Regions from separate parts of the Rattus norvegicus genome. Here region 1 is linked to region 2. Evidence: chromatin contacts called from public Hi-C data. All regions are on one chromosome and are shown on one strand. The core of a region is the stretch at or near the end of the contact, and the rest is flanking DNA. Distances in the headings are between cores, read along the strand shown.

Evidence for each region. A called contact is a pair of places that touch in the nucleus more often than the background predicts.
Region 1: a Hi-C map of mammary epithelial cells shows a contact between it and region 2, with 1.7 times the contacts expected there. The contact joins two enhancer-like sites. A contact is called at or near these places in 5 of 12 Hi-C or Micro-C datasets (frontal cortex, hepatocytes, liver and 2 more) and 1 of 1 datasets of contacts at active chromatin or transcription factors (oligodendrocytes).

Annotation. Positions count from the first base shown.
Region 1 is chr7:91,394,729-91,400,428 of GRCr8, reverse strand. Tbc1d31 (TBC1 domain family, member 31) reads right to left here. Exons shown (of 22, transcript NM_001134842.1): 22 at 3,995-4,334. The coding sequence ends at 4,201. Among named protein-coding and RNA genes, the nearest start is that of Trnam-cau2, 4.9 kb to the left of the region's middle. Within about 2 kb of position 3,663, at least 25 of the 93 cell types and tissues checked have an H3K27ac peak or open chromatin away from gene starts, as enhancers often do.
Region 2 is chr7:91,121,480-91,127,002 of GRCr8, reverse strand. All of the region lies in intron 1 of Zhx2 (zinc fingers and homeoboxes 2), which reads right to left. Among named protein-coding and RNA genes, the nearest start is that of Zhx2, 7.8 kb to the right of the region's middle. Within about 2 kb of position 3,957, at least 46 of the 93 cell types and tissues checked have an H3K27ac peak or open chromatin away from gene starts, as enhancers often do.

The DNA.
Region 1 (5,700 bases), core at 2,414-4,913, 270 kb before region 2:
GCATAAATGTGTACATTCTGGGCCACTGCAGAAATTGTTGGAAATTCTGACCTGATCTCCAGCCAACATTTGCTTAGTGATTTTATTTTGAAACCCAAACAGTAATTTTGACATTGCGAGCTAGATCCCAAACACTCTACCAAGGAGCCGCATCTGCAGCTCAAACAGCAATTTAAAAAACCAAACATTTTAACTGTGATACAATCTAAAAATGCCCTAATTTGATGCAAGCTGAGGGATGGCGGTCCAAACACAGCAGATGTTTGTTCCTGTAGTTAACCTGTTATTTTTTCTATACAAACCAAAAGCTCAGCAGGTACAGCAAAAACCTGGGGGTTCATAGCATACAACAATCTCAAATCGGAGCTGAGATGTTTTAAGCAGTGGATATTGGTGTTTCGTGGGGTGACGTAATGGGACGGCCACATCAGGGCGCCATGGGAAACACTTATGCACAGACAAACCAAGGCTGGTGGGCGATACTCAAAGTGCACCTGCTAGCCGCGTTCTGGAAGTGCCCAGTGCGCATGTGCGTTTAGAACAGAGGCTGAGGTGGGACTGTGTGGTACAATCTTGGTAAGCGCCGGAATCATTATGTATTTGATATTGAACTAAGTTTTGTTTGTTGTGTGTTCAGAGACCTCTTACTGTTGCCAAAGTTTCATGACTCCCCCATTCAGTGGCAGGACTCCACACAGGGTCATGACTTACAGTTTAAGGAGCTGGGGTCTATATCACACAGGGCAAATGCTGGGATCTCAGTTTTACCAAACAGAGGCCAATATTGGGTCTACTTGTCAGTTAACCAAGGAGCTATAGAGCCTCTTCCCGCTTGATCGCGCTGACACTGTGCCCCTCCGATCCCTGCTCTGCAGTGGGGCCCGAAGCCCCGAGGCCCTCTTCTTCTGTGAAGCTGTCATCCAGCTACGCATCTCTGCTTTCTTTTGTTTCTGTTTCAAGGCCCCACAGCAAAGTAACGTGCGTGCGGGTGCGTGTGCGTGTGTGCGTGTGTGTGTGTGTGTGTGTGCATCCGCACGATGTTCAGGGTGTCCTGGAGGAGAGTGCAGCTGCATTCTGAATGATGCTACTTCACGGCAGGTTCAACACGAGCTGGGCAGGTTCCAGATCTCAGCTAGCAGTTGCACTTGAGCCTAGCCCATCAGCCTTGGTTTGTCTGTGTATGTGGGCCTTTCCCATGGTCCCGATACGGTCACCCTGCCCTGAATCTTTGTGCATGCTTAGTTGTCAGCCTGGAACAGTGTGGGTCGCCATCACTGTGACACAGATTCCTGCTGCCTGGGGATGTAGACAAGCTCTGGCAGAAAGGCAACCCCCATAAGTCTATTCTTCTGGCGTGCTCTCCTTGGGCTTTCAGTACCCTCCAGTGTTCGCATCTATACTTGTTTCCCTGTGAGTTTGTCTTTTGTTATGCTTGCCCTGCGTAGTTGTGTGGTTTGGACCCAGACTGGTACAATGACATTTAGCATCAAATTCAGAATCTCTGATAAGTGCACCCATACTCATAATCATGCCACATGCAGTCCTTGTCCATGTCAACCTCTATGGTGGTCACTTTGGAAGGTCCCCTTCCAACATACACAAACCTTGTTCAGCACTGGAGGAAAGCCCTACGAATGAATGAAAAGGACTGTGACCCACAGCACAGGGGCTGCGGAGATGGCTCAGTTGGTGAAGTGCCAGCACGAGGAGCTGAGTTCAACCCCCAGAACCTGCATTAAAAAAAAAAAATCTGGACATGTCTCAAAAGATAAGGTGGATAACACCTGGCAAATGGCATCCAGTATTGTTCTCTGCCCTCCACAAGCGCATACAAGCATGTGCATGTGTATACTGTCCCTCCCGCCCCCAATTCACACTGGAGTGTAGCCAGATGTGGGCTTAGCCCAATAAGAAAGAGTTGGTGCCAGAGAGTTTTACAAACAGAGCACTCATCTAGAGGTTGCTCACACACTCAAGCGAGCCCCTGAGAAACTCTCGATGCAGCCAGAACATGAAACATTTCAGTCAAGTTCAATGTTTATTCAGTCGTGGAGAGTTCACATTATTTATTTAAAAGTAACAAACATGGGGTTGGGGATTTAGCTCAGCGGTAAAGCACTTGCCTAGCAAGCGCAAGGCCCTGGGTTCGGTCCCCAGCTCCGGAAAAAAAAAAAAAGAAAAAAAAAAAAAGAAATAAAAGTAACAAACAAAACCAACCTGGGCAAGACTATGGATGCAGTGTTAAGAAGCAGGAAGAGATAATGGGAGATGCACTTTATATATTTGATTAAAGGTGAGAACCTTTGAGATGGCAATGCACAGCATGTGGCTATTTAGCTCAGAAAACCAGAGAATGCAATAGAAAACTGTGGAGAGAATCTCTTGCAAACGTATGGAAGAATCACCTGTCAATAAAATGCTGTTGGCCTACTAGCTCAGGCAGGAAATAGGGAAGTGGGAGTTGTGGTACATTTCTGGGATAGAGTCAAGTGGAAAGGATTTGCTGAAACACTGAGGAATATGGTTGCTCGAAACTGAAGGAGAGGTAACCAGGCATGTGGCATGACGTAGACTAGTCTAAACAGGGTAACTGAGTTAAAAACTAGCAGAAAACAAGCCAAAGCTACTGGCCAAGGCAACTATTCACAAATAATTCCATCTCAGTTATTTCTGGAACTTGTGCGAGGGTGGAAAAGCCCAAGGTTAGAAAACCATCTTCATTTGGGCAAGAATGCCTTTTGGGACAAGAATGGAAACTTTAAAGAGGTATTACATACAATTCTATGTCCAAGGTCACATATGAGTGCATGCACACACACACACACACACACACACACACACACACACACACACACACACACACAATTAGAGTAGGTCTAAATTCCAGTCAAAAAGGACCTAAATGGGATGGAGATGACCCAGCACCTAGGCGCACTTACTCTTGGAGAACACTTTGGGTTGGTCCCAGCACTCACAGGACGGTTTACGACCACCTGCTAATTCTTGTTCCAAGGGATTTGACACCTTTTTCTGACCTCTCTGGGCTCCTGCATGCACAAACTCACACAGGCACACATAGGCACACAGATAAATCCTTTTCTTTTGAAGGACTTAAGAGATGATGTTTGCAATACACAGCTGATTGTGGCAGCCAGAAATACCTCGTTTTAGAACTTGAATGCTTTTAAGTCTGCAGGTTCCTTTCCTAAGATACCCACCACCTTCTACATTCTATGTCCTCTATTTCTGTGGCAAAACACCAGCAAAGTCCTACATTGTAATCACTGAAAAGGGCCAGACTGAGGAAGAATCCCTGAGAAACCAATATTTGCACCAAGACAGGTAGTATCTTGTAATTATGATTCTGTGGATAATATAGAGTGTTTTCCAGATGTATTTGGTTTACCACAAGATTCTTCTTAGTGACCCCAGAAAACAGAATTACTGCAAAGTACCACACAACTATCATATAACCTAGCACAGGGCTGGGACCTCAGATGCCTGTTGAATAATCTTCACAGGTCCTCAGGGACGAAGGGAGGCCCAGGCAGCAGAGGGGGAGGGGTAGAGGCAGCATAGTGGCTACTGTCAGTAGAGGGCAGGACAAGCTGAGCCTGAGCCAGTGCTGTGGGTGGGGTTACAGCAAGAGGCCTAAAAGATCCGAAGCGCAGAGCACAAGTCTGCCATTCATTCCACTTCTGCAGGCCTCTAGCCCAGTCCTGCTTGCTGCTGGAGTGAGGCCCAGTTTTTGTTTGAAGTCACGTTTGCCTATGATGGGAATGTGAGTATGGCAGCAAGAGTGCAGCTTGGTTCTCTCCTTCCAGCCTGTGGGCAGCCTGTGAACTCAGGTCATCGGGCGTGGCTTGCCCCTGTCCTCACTCAGCAGCCTCCTCCACTTGAGTCCTGTTGTTTATCTCTCCATTTATCTTTAAAATTAAGCCCATCTCATCGGCTGAACTCTGTGCAGTCTTTGTAAGCAAAGAAGACAGCTCAGTTTTGATAATTTCCAAAAAGCTTTATGTGAAATATTCTAGAAGCCCTTTACAAGCCAAAGCATTATAATTCAATAAAAACATAATTTTATAGATATATTTCTCTATACAAAAGGCTGATCGTTACAAAAATTAGAATAAATAATTGGAAAATGAGTGCCACTGATTTAAAAAAGATATCTCTGATTGCTTCATGGTGAAATGCCTTCTATGTCACCAAAAGATGAGGGCGCGGACAGCTGCTCCGAGCCCGGGCTGTGAGTCCCCTGCGAAGATCTCGCACATTCTTGAGAAGATCGGATTCCGTGTGGTTCCATTCTGTTGGCTTATCTCTTGAAAAAACTGGAAAATAAAATTTATAGTTATTAGCAGCTCAGTTTTCTGATACTAATATAGTATTTACTTTCAATGAATAATCAATAACAAAACCAACATATTAAAAACAAGTTTCTTGAGCAAAAAGCCAACCATATTACCCTGCCCTCTGTGCTTTCATTTCCCAGTCAAGGAGATTCTGTTGCTGCTGCTGCTGCTGCTGAACTCAAAGTCCGCAGAGAGCTCTCACACTGTATGTGTAAGTCAGACACTGTGTGTAAGTCAGACACTGTGTGTGTAAGTCAGACACTGTATGTGTAAGTCAGACACTGTGTGTGTAAGTCAGACAATGTGTGTAAGTCAGACACTGTGTGTGTAAGTCAGACACTGTGTGTGTAAGTCAGACACTGTATGTGTAAGTCAGACACTGTGTGTAAGTCAGACACTGTGTGTGTAAGTCAGACACTGTGTGTGTAAGTCAGACACTGTATGTGTAAGTCAGACACTGTGTGTGTAAGTCAGACACTGTGTGTGTAAGTCAGACACTGTGTGTGTAAGTCAGACACTGTATGTGTAAGCTTGGCACGCAGAGAGGAGGACAGACTGACTCCGGGTCAGGAGCCTGTCCACAGCCACGTCCCTCAAATACTGGACAGCTGTAGTGCAGGGCAGTCCAGCTCAGCACTGAAGTAACTTGCTGCTGGAGTTTACACTGCTCCATCCCGATGGGAACACTGGGAGGGAGGGAGTACCGCTCCATATTTAAATGGCTTCAGCTTCTGAAAATGAGTTCCGTCCCCCCAATACAGGCAGCCATTACACTTTCATTTGCTGCCAAACAACGGGAGCTCGGCGGTGAGGCGCAGATTATCTGGGTGTGCACCGCTCCAGGTGTGTGTGTTGGGGGTGGGGGTGGGGGTGAGGTGGGGCTGGGGGTCCCTGCTGCAGGCTAGAGACCCAGGGCCGCGCCAGCTGCCTGAGTAAGACAGTGGACCTTGTCTACCAAAGCAAAATATTTAAGTCTGAAGAACGGACAAGGTTTAATTAATCTTCTGGCATAGAATGTCAGATGCAGCTTCACATGATACTGGAATTTCATGATTTGTTATTAGTCATAGTTCTTGTCTTCTGGGGATCTGTATAAAAGGTTGTTCTTCTAAGAAAGCTCAAAAGTCTCTCCAAAAATCAAATTTTGCCTTATCTAAACAACAGCTTTATTGGAAAGCCAGTTAAAAGTCTACATATTTTCTTGTCCTCTCCTTATCAGATTTTAAAAATTATATATGTATAATACATATATGTATAATTATATATGTATATAATACATAATTTTTGGTTTTGGGTTTTTGTTTTTTCTTTTTTTTTTTTTTTTTTTTTGGTGATAACCCAGGCC
Region 2 (5,523 bases), core at 2,708-5,207:
CTAGTCAGGACTTAGACCTCCTGAGGCAGGCCTAACAGATCATCATAAAATCTGGATTTATCCATCCCCAAAACTGCCTATCACTAGGAGGTAATTCATCCTTTTATGCAGTGGGCATGAGGCTTCAGGTCAAGGAGGAAAGATATCAGGATATCTATCTCTTAAGCTAGAGTGACTCACAGGTAGCTTCACCGTGCCTAAGGTCAGAGACCTGTCAGCCACCACCACAACAGCGCTTGTTAGTACCTCTGGAGCACTGCCTAGGTGCCAGGCACTAGGCTAGCTATGTGCTTTAAAGGCTAAATTCTCTTGATTCTCACAGCCACTCAGGAACACCGATAAGACCTCTGCAAGTTCGTTCCGGAAGAAACAACAAAGGCATGGTCATCCTTTTGTTTCTCTCCCCTCCCTAGCAATGAGAACGGTCCTCTGTTAAAGAGGAAGAACTGGGGTCAAGATAAGGTCCAAACTCGGAATATGGGAGGCAACATTTAAGGAAGCAGTGCTAACTCTATGCTTCTCAGGGCCAAGAGTGGGTGTGTCCTTCAATTTTACACACAGGATGCCTTATTTACTCTGCTAGAGTCCTAGTCCTGGAGAGTCATGGACGGATTGCAAGTTGAGCCCTGCTACTCCACACTTGAGCAGTGTGACCGTCCCTTCCCTACTCTTTCATTCCCTCACTTGTAAAGCAGGCCAAATGACAGCATCAAGGGTCGGTAAATATGCAGCCGTTTCTCTTCTTAGTATTCCTGTACTTGTGACCAAAAGAAATGAAAGCCTTGACAGAGAAGAGGTATAGCAATGCACGTCTATAATCTCAGCATGAGGTAGGTAGGCAGAGGCAGGAGATCAAGGGTTTAAGACCAGCCTGAGCTGCTTCGGGGTAGCCTGGGCTACCTTGTCTCAAAACAAAACAAATTGCAACAAAAAAAGCACACGTGTAAATGAAAGCGTGTGTGCAGAAATGTTCACAGCGGCCTTCTTGAATTTTCCCAAAGGGAAAACAGCACACGTGCTCTCCAGATGGTGAATAGATAACAAAATATATGGTATATCTTCCCGGTGTGGTGCTGTTTGGTAATACCAGGGGATGAAAGACCGATACACGCTACATGGTAGATGACCCACAAGTGCTTTAAGCCGCGTGAAAGAAGCTAGACACGAGGGGTTGCTGGCTATGTGATTGCAAAAGCATGGATCAGCCATGCAGGGTGGTTGATCAGAGTTGGGGTGAAGTGTGTGTGTTGGGGGAGAGCAGCTGCTAATGGGTGCACGAAGCCCAATTTGGGGGTGATGGAAACGTTCTGAAGTTACAGTGATGATGGCTACATAAACCATGTCAATCTACTGAAGAGCAGTATGGGAATACGTTACGTATCCGCAGCAGAGCTAATTTAGAAGACTAGCTGCACCTTCTCTGATCCCAGCAGAAGGATTGTGAATTCAAGGCCAGCCTGGGCTACGTATTTGAGACTATTTCATTAAAATTAAAGAAGGAAGAACTGGAGGGAAAGAGAGAGGAAGGAAGGGAGAAAAAGAAAAGGAAAGAGAGGTATTACTTATGGCCCCAAGCTGCCTGACACTGGAGTTTTTAATCCATCTAACTTTATGGTTTTTATGCCAATAAGTACCTGATACCTAATTACCTCAGCTTACTAAACATTCTTCAACTTTTAGGAGACTCTGGGGAACAAACCTGGGAGTCTCTTGTGATTCTGTACCTCTGACTAACGTGCCCCTTTTGATGTAGGTTTCCTAGAAAGAACTACTGAATGCATCATGCCTGAAGTGGACAAAATTCTTTAGGTCTTGGATCCTAGAGGGCTGCATTCAAGTTCTGGCTCCACCATTTGTGTTAGCCACTTAGTGAGGCCACAGGCACAGAGGGTAGGAGAAGCATCGAATGCTTGGAGCCTCATGAGTCCCAGAGATAGATGCTGTCTGTTAGACTGCACGGCTCTGAGGCCCTTGGACAAACGTCTTCCTACTCTGTGTGCCTTGCTTGTCAAATGCAGAAGACTGAATCTGAATAACTCTTAGGGGTGCCAGAAGCATGCCCACGAAAAGCACAGAGCTAGACTCATGATGTCAGTAGGAGCAGCAGACTGTAGCGGTGGCTGTGCTTCAGCACCACTGTGTGTGGACTTCCTGAGAGCAGGAACATTGACCTGTCAACTCTGGCAGGTGCTCAGCAAGTGCCAGGAAAGGGGAACGGAAGTGGGGAGGAAGGGGATGGAGATGCACTGGCTGATGAGTCAGCAGAAAGGCCTGAACTGTCTGCACCAGAGAACAAAACACACTGCTGTAGGAGTGTGGGATCCCGGGTTGATTTGCACAGCTTCCTAAGCCTCAGTTTCTCCAAGCTGGATCCTCCACAGTTTTTCTTTCTTTCTTTCCTTCCTTCCTTCTTTCCTTCCTTCCTTCTTTCCTCCCTCCCTCCCTCCCTCCCTCCCTCCCTCCCTCCCATCTTTCTTTTTTTTTTTTCTTTTTTTTTTTCAGAGCTGGGGACCGAACCCAGGGCCTTGCGCTTGCTAGGCAAGCGCTCTACCACTGAGCTAAATCCCCAACCCCCCCTCCCATCTTTCTTGAGACAGAGCCTTATCATGTCACTATGTTGCCCCGCATAGCCTGGAACTCCCTTTACAATCACGTCTAGTCCTGAACTTGCAGTTATTCCCCTGCGTCTGCCTCCCAGTATTGAACTGCAGGTGTGTGTGCCACTTCACCAGGTTAGGCTTTGAAAGTTTCTCTTCACTCGAACACCCTGGGGTCCTATCAATAAACTCATTTCCTTGAGTGTCCTTTCAACTGATTGTAGGCAATGAATGCACTTGGAGACCCAACACTCCCTTTCTAAAAGCACCAAGGCCAGACACTGTCCAACTGCACACTGTTAGAATGTCGGTCGCTGGAACACCCACCATGATTCGCTGACCTTACAGCGCGATAGCGCTTGTTTCTGGAGGCAGCACCCTGACTGCTCAGAATCAATTCTGTAACACAAAGTTCCCCAGAAGATGGTAGACGGCAGTTCCAGAGGAGCAGGGGAAGCTAAGCATCACCTGGAGAGATCTCAGTGGAGCCCATTCTTGCCTGGAACTCACCCCTTCTCCAAAATGTCTTGGCTGGAGGATAACCTCCTTTTCTGGCTTGCAGTTTTCAGCCGCCATTCTCCCTCCCCCCTGCTATTCCACTCTAACATCACCGTCACAAAGACATTAAACAGAGAAGGACAAGGCAAAGCCATCCTAAGAAATGCTCCTTCTCCCAACTGCCCATACTCTGCCGTTTATAACATGCCCATCCCCTCAGGCTTGGGCCAAGCAGTGTGCAGATATCTTGAATCTGTTTCTAGGAAGGCAGGGGTGAAGCTTAAATGAAAATAATTTCAACATGTCATCCTCCCGAGGTCGCGGAGATCCTTTGGGGACTCTGGGTAGGCCCAGGGGCTGGGAGAGCCTGAGATGGCTTTGTCGTTAGAGCTATTCTGCCTTGTCTCACATTTTAAGAACAGCGGGAACGTAATATCAGCTGAAAGGAGTTTTCTGTGTGCTATTTAACTAAATGGCTCTGCAGCTGGAGAGAGCCATGGGCAGACGTGTTATGATTCAAAGGTTCCCAATTACAATGATCCTCTTTTATTGTATAAAAACAAGCACACAGCTATTCCGCACCCCACCCCCATGCTTGCTCCTTCCACCCCTGCTCCTCATTGGCCAGCGAGGCTGTGCTGCATCCCGAAGGCCCAGTTCCTCTTCCGGTATCAACTTTTGCAGCTTTTGACTCCCTGGGATTCTTTCTGTCCAGGTCAGGAGAGGGTAGAGGTGGCCCTGGGGAGCAATTGTCATATACACTGATGGAGGCGGGGTGGCACCAGTCTACAGAGTACAGGTGGAAATGTAGCCTCCCCGTTCTGATCGTGTTCTTCCGTACACAGGAACACATGCTGGCCCAGTCCCCAACTCTCTGCAGTGGCAAACAACCAGATAGAGAGTCCCAAAGTATGTCCAAACCAACCCCTCTCTCTGCACTTCCTGATAGGCTGGCTTGGAGCTCATCTGTCCCCGTGTCCTGGAAACAAAGCTATCCGGGTGAGCAACCTGACCCTCCTACCTCCCCTCCGTGTGTTCTGGAGCCAGGGCTTCAGTTCTCTGAGCTTTGTGATCCCAGTCTTTGCAGAGGGACCATACACAGCTCCCCGTTCTCCCCTCCTGCTCTGATTAAATGTCAAAATAAAGGGGGAGCATTCAGCCCAGTGTCTGGCACACTGCCGTTCTTTGGACACACTGATCTGTGGGCTTGTGGTGTGTCTGGGTGAGCCATGAGGCTCGTCTGGCCAGAGCCCACAAGGCTATGGTGGTATAGCTGACCTACTGAGGAGTGTGTTTCTGGAATCTTTCTGCAATACTAGTTTGAAACTGTCACCTGTATGCAGTTGACTATGCATCTATGCATGCTGCTCCATCTCTAACACAGGATTCTTAGCCCCACCCCCGCTTCCCCCAGATGTTTGAGAGACCTGCAGCTGCAGCTGCAGGCATCCAAGCAGACCAAGGAGAACCTGTACTCAGGGCCTCCTGTTCACAACTCATCTGCCATGCCAGGCCCTACTGTCAATAGTTTCTCTCCTTTACAAAAGGCCCCGAGACCCCAACATGAAGGATTCCCTTCCAAAGAAGGAACTCGTTCTATTTGACCATACCACTGCCCCAGGGACACCAAAATCAGTTTCCCCTACTGAATGGCAAATGGTTTCCCTGGGATTTTTACTGGTTCCCTCAGTAAGATAAGTGGAACGTGGGCATACCAAGTCTGTGTACCCCAAAGGCAGACGATAAAACCTTTTGCTTCGAAGTTAGCACTTGGGCCGCACTCCCTGCTATTGAACTTCCCGTGGATCAATATTACACAGATTTCATTCGCTGCAGATTGGATTCCGTGTTAAATGCTATCGCTGTGAAACACTGTGTGACTAGACTTAATCTCCAGGAACATTCTCATATTAGGAAGTAGGGGGGGGCAGAGGAGGACAGGAGGAAGAAGGGGTGTAAGTTGAGGGTTTTAGTAGGTAAGCTATCCTCTTGGGCATAGGGAGCCTGACTCTAGTCCTGTCTTTCTCTGATTCTTGGGGAAATCTGGATGAATACTGATGCAGTGTTGTTAAGATTGCTTTGCTCCTTGGGGGTCTCTCTCACACACACCATTGCCAATCAACCTCTCTTCAATGCTTGACTAGGAGCACAGAACAGGAAACAGCTTGTGGGAGGATGTTCTTAATATCACAACCTGTTCAACATTGGGTGGGGGCTTTACAGAAGGGCTGGGGAGGGGAAGCAGGACCACAGTTGCTCCGTCTTACTCTCCTTTTACCCCTTACAGTTGAGAAGAACACGACTTGATCAATTACACACAATGCCCACTTAGGTACCTACCAATGGGGCATAGCAACGTGACCCTCAGCACTGCTCTGCCAGGGCGTGGGCCATGATTCTGCATGAGTTGTGCCCATGATTGGCACCA